Linked DNA regions of Lactuca sativa: region 1 is linked to region 2. The links are chromatin contacts, called in public Hi-C maps. All regions are on one chromosome and are shown on one strand. Each heading gives the region's core, a stretch centred on a gene start, on an enhancer-like site or on the middle of the called end of the contact. The rest is flanking DNA. Distances are from core to core; before and after follow the strand shown. Region 1 holds the start of LOC111893238 (sec-independent protein translocase protein TATA, chloroplastic). Region 2 holds the start of LOC111916146 (disease resistance protein RUN1).

What was found. A called contact is a pair of places that touch in the nucleus more often than the background predicts.
Region 1: a contact with region 2 is called in a Hi-C map of seed, with 7 times the contacts expected there. The contact joins the promoter of LOC111893238 here to the promoter of LOC111916146 in region 2. A contact is called at or near these places in 2 of 4 Hi-C or Micro-C datasets (leaf and seed).

Annotation. Positions count from the first base shown.
Region 1 is chr5:95,135,072-95,137,771 of Lsat_Salinas_v11, reverse strand. It overlaps LOC111893238 (sec-independent protein translocase protein TATA, chloroplastic), which reads right to left and starts at 1,385. Exons shown (of 2, transcript XM_023889302.3): 1 at 902-1,385. The coding sequence starts at 1,228.
Region 2 is chr5:94,862,264-94,865,198 of Lsat_Salinas_v11, reverse strand. LOC111916146 (disease resistance protein RUN1) reads left to right here and starts at 1,344. Exons shown (of 5, transcript XM_023911780.3): 1 at 1,344-1,862; 2 at 2,306-2,935. The coding sequence starts at 1,384.

The DNA.
Region 1 (2,700 bases), core at 136-2,635, 270 kb before region 2:
TAAAGACTTTGATTTTGATGATAAAAAACACTACAATCAAGTGACGTTCAAATATGCGTTTATATAAGTAGCAATAATATAAACTTTGAGCACAAATAAAAGGTCGGCCCTTTCCAAAAGTGGAAATTGACAAACCCTAAGAAATGTCAATATTGTAAAAAATTTAAAAAAAATTAATATCGTGCGCCTTCTCTTCTTCTCGAAGTAAGTTATAAAAGGAAAGAAGTTGAGAAGAGTGTTATTAAAATTAGGGATAGATACATGAAATAGCAACACACTTTCATTATTTGTTAATCATAGTTTCATTTCTTACTTTCATTTTTTTTTTGTTATCAAAACATTGTACTTTAACATATATACTGAATTATAACATTGTGGTTTAAAAAAAAAAGTATCATGGCATTTTACTATGAAAAGCTTACCTAATAATAGCAGTGAAAATTGCTTTTTAATTGGATGACATTGTTATAATTAGGTAGATTTTTATTCTTTTTTCCATGAATTGGTGTTCTATATGGGATAAATGACAATTTAAAATATTGAGAAAATGAAATCAAACTTTGAGAAATAGAAGGAAAAAAATAAATGAGCAAAAATTTGTAAATGACTTAATAGAAAAGACTCGTTTCCCTTCTCTATTAAGGAATTGTCTGAATGCAATCAGGTTGCTGTAACTCAAATAATGAAACACAATGAAACCTTTCAATAAAGTGGTTTCCATTTGATGAGCAAAATCGTATGATCTGATTTGATTCAATTATATGTCAATTATTCATCTTCAAATTCTATTCAGTGTTTCGTGAGTGTCAATTATTTGGAATATGACATGAAATTGTAGTTCAAATAAGCAATCGATATTAATCAATAGATACGTGATAATCGATGAAAGAAGTAAAGAGACCTGTTGGAAGCTCTTGACCGTTTTCCCAATACTACGGCCAACCTCCGGCAACTTTTTGGGACCGAAAACGAGGGCGACGACGCCAGCAATAACCACAAGCTCCGGCACTCCAAGTCCGAACAAGCAGGTACAAGATAAACCCTTTTTCTTTCCATTGAGCAGATTGGATCTGTTTCCATGGGCGATGGTCAAGGGTTTGAGGGTGTTGGTGAAGAAAGATGAATTGGAAGAAGAAAAGGATAAGGTTTTTGTTGATGGTGAAGTGCGATTTATGATGGATGGTGTGTAGGGTAAGGTGAGAGTTGGTGCGGCGGAGGAAATCGCCATTTACGACTGGTCTTGGGCGGCGGTGGATGGTTTGTACTTTTGGTGGTGGTGGTGGTGTGGTTATCGGAAATGGATTATTGGATAAATGAATGAGGAAACTGTGGGAAGGATTTTTGTGCCTGACCAGGACGACGTCGTTATATGCCTAAAACATCTATGTATATGTTATCAGTTAGTTATATAGCAGAATGTCATGTAATGGTAAAAAGATGAAACGGAGAAAGGTAAGGAAGTTTTACAACACAAAATACCATTGAATCGGTTACGGTAGATAACCATTTGTATTTATTTTCAAAATATTTAAAAGTATCACTGTTGTTTTTTTTAGTACATTAAAATATATTATTTGTACATAGAATACCAACGAAGTACGTATTTGTCCAAATAAAACCTTGTGGTAACCGGTTGCTTCAAGTAAATGGAAAAATGACTTAAAAACGTAACGAAATTTTCAAAATGTTCAAAAAATACCACACTTTTTATTAACTTTGTTGTTGTCGGATTATATATAACACAATCACCAGAGATCATACACCGTAATATCAGTTCACAACAGTTGTGCAATCTCTTTCATTTTCTCACTTGATCGTTGTGGGAACATGAGAAGTAAGGGGGTAATAACCTTAGTTAAACGTTCTTGCTTCCCATTCGCATTATATGCCTCAAACCTAAAACATATATACGTTATATAGATACACATATTATACATCAAGGTTAGTCGTTCATTAGTGTTGTGACACAAGAGAGACACAGAGGAGAAACGATTGTGATGTTATGTCATGAGAATTCTTAAATATGGATGTAGAGAGTAGGAGTAACGTTCAATTCTCCGAGACCAGTGAAAGATGAATGACCAGGAACACACAGCTTCATGTGGCTGGCTTGATGACAATTTGTAGTCAAAGTAAAGAGAGAAGCATATGTATTGGAGCGCATGAACTGTGACATCCCCTACTGCCAATTGTAAAACTTTTTCTTTATGCTTATTTTAAATCAGAGTGATCTTTATAAATGCAGAATTTGTCCCATAAAATGTATTCCCAAAGAGAAATGTTTTTCATTGATTATTAAAACTAGAGATATCATAACTGATACAAAACATAAGCATAAACAGACCTTACATCAATATTCTTGCAACCTACGAATTCCTTAAATCTCTCGCCAGATAATTACATTATATATCAGTACCTTCGTATCGTTACCTGTAATACAAAGAAACTGAGTGGGTTAGGTTGGGAAACCTGGTGAGCACATAGGGTTTTCAACCCACAATATTATAATCTTTAATTATATAATCTTCAACATTTAAATAACCTAGCTACCCCATTCACGTTATTCTAACTTTGTAATCCTAGGATGATGATCTTGAGAAATCAATTCTAAAGGATCTTTGACAATAGTCATATATATTACCCTAAAATTATTATGCATGGCAGTACAATAATATTTTGGACACAACACGACAATACGTT
Region 2 (2,935 bases), core at 95-2,594:
GATGTGGGACACCGCCGCCAATAACTGATGTTTCCACCGACCCTCTCTAACCAATCTCGTCACCTGGAAACTCTAACCCCATTTTTCGTAGCCGTCGGCCTTGGTCGCAGATCTGGAACATCAATATTGCCAGTGATATCTCCGGCAACGATTATAACAATGACGCTAAGGCTCAGATCTGGAAAGACGAGTCGAAAAAGCGGCAGTCGTTTGGGAGGGAGGTTTCAGATATGAACAACCACCGGAGCTGTCCTTCTCTGGTTCGATCTATTGAAGCTCAGTCGGATGAAGACGAAGGGCGACACCATTTTTTCCGGAGAGGCGAAGGAAACAACGTTGGGTGCAAGACGAAGGACTACGACGGTGTTTCAAGGGGTTGGTTTACATATATCCGTTTAAAGGGTTTTCATGTCGGGGGTTGGTGGTGGCAGAGACGATGGGGGGATGAAGGCGGTGATGGCTTGACTGTCGATAGTGGTGTCGGAGATGCTCTTCTACAAAGAAAGAGAAATTGAGTGTTTTGTGTTAAATGAGAAAGAGGAGGAGGCAGAGTAGTATTGTTTTTATTTCTTATTTCCTTTTTAGTTATTGTAATAAAAGAAAAATAAAAAAAATGAATTGACAAGGGCAAATATGTCATTTTAAAAAGATTCAAAATAGATTGGACCAAACTCGCAACAAAATCAAAATTTTGGACCGGTGGTGCTAGTCTAAACTTTTTTGGACCAAAATGGCAATTTTCGACATACCACAGGGACCATTTGTGCAGTTTAGTCTAACTAAAATCACAATTTCTGTCTTCTTCCGCATTGAAACGGAGAGAGAGATATCGAGAGAGATATTGTATTAACTTTCACATTCCCGATGCAGAAACATCGTTTCTGGGCTATTCACTTTATCTCCTCTGAGTTTCTTTGCAATTGTTTTGAATATATTTTCTCCAACAAAGACTTAGAATTTATATAATCCTTAACGCCTTGTTCCTGAGTTCTACTTACAGAGAAAAATGGGAGGATACAGAGGGAAAGTGAGGGGTGGCGAAGGAAAACTGTGATCTCGAGTTTCATTAATGGAAGGAAAGTGAGGGGAGGGGAAGGATTTTGGAGCCATATTTTCCTTCCAAATTGGACGGATTTGAGAAGAAAGTAAGGGGAAGGAAAATTTCAAGTTTTATTTTTTTTTTCCTCCTACCTCGGAGACATAAAAGTTAAAATTTTCCATTCATTTCCTGGAACACAGAAAAACTGGCAACACATAATAATTAATATTTTCTTTCACCTTCCTTAAAATTTTCCTTCCATGTCCTTTATTCCTTTAATAATAATGAATTTGCGAAAAAAACTCGGGAACAAGGCGTAAGTGGTGTCTTCTTCTACTTCATCAATGGCGTCTTATTCTACTTCATCCATTTACAAGAGTTTCAAGTATGATGTGTTTTTGAGTTTTAGAGGTGAAGACACTCGTACAAATTTCGTTGATCATCTTTATTATGCTCTTCAGCAGAAAAGCATTCACACTTACAAGGATGATGACAGAATCAGAAAGGGCAAAAGGATCTGTGATGAGCTCATCAGATCCATTGGAGACTCAAAACTCTACATCATTGTTTTCTCGAAGAACTATGCCTCTTCTTCTTGGTGCTTGGATGAGCTTGTGAAGATCATGGAATGTCACAAGACCAACGAGCATACCGCCTATCCTGTTTTCTATGATGTGGAACCATCGGAAGTCCGCAAACAAAGAGGGGCAGTTGAAAAAGCCTTTGCCAAGCATGAAAATGAAGAGGCTGCAGAGAAATGGAGGGATGCTCTGAAAGAAGCAGCGGATCTGGCTGGGTGGGAGTTGAAGAACACTGCCGATAGGTAATCACTTCATCATCATATTTTTTTTTTGCGTTATTGTTTTGATTGTGGTCGATTTTATCAAGTTTAACACATTATACAAGCACCATTAATATCCAATTTCTTAGAATTCCGGCTCGAAACAACTAAATAGTTGCTAATCATTATTATTTCAATTCAGCTACCTTCCAATTTCAGTATTTTCTTAATTTCACGAGAAATAGGTGTCGGAGAGCGTTTTGTTTAATTCAAACCCTAAGCGAAAAAACATTGTGAAGTTATTTATTAGAATATTCTTTTATTGGGTTTTATTTATTTATTTATTGGTAATCTGAGTTTATCCTTGATGTAAAGGGCTTGGAAATGGCTTCTCATGTTGTATTGTCAAATTCTATGTTATTACATTATTATATTTGTAGGTTGGATCTGAAAGTAAGCTAGTTAAATCTTTTTTTAAAATACAGGCATGAAGCTAAGTTCATCCAAAAAGTTGTTGGAGAAATTTCACTAGAGTTAAGATCCATTGATTTCAGCTTTGATGAAAAGTTAGTAGGCATGGAGACCCGGGTCTATGATGTGTTATCATCTCTAAGAACTAGTTTAAATGATGTTCGCATGATCGGGATTAAGGGAATGGGAGGTGGTGGGAAGACAACTTTAGCCAGGGCTGTTTTTGATCAAATATCCTTTCAATTCGAAGGTAAAAGCTTCGTTGAGAATGTTAGGGAAGTTTCAAAAGCTTCTTTGTCCGGTTTGAAGTCGTTACAAAACCAAATTCTTTCTGATGTCTTCAATGATCAGAGCATCTCTGTTAGTAGTGTTTATGACGGAAAAAACATGATGAAGAGGAGGATGGGTGGTAAAAAGGTTCTTCTTGTTCTAGATGATGTGGATCATATAGAGCAGCTTGAGGCCTTAGCGGGTGAGACAAATTGGTTTAAACCAGGAAGCAGAATTATCATTACAACAAGAGATGAGCAAGTACTCGTAGCACATGGAGTGAAGTCGATTCATAACGTCAAGTTGCTATCTGATAATGAAGCAATTTGCCTCTTCAATAGGTATGCATTTGTGAGAGAGACTCCAGATCTAAC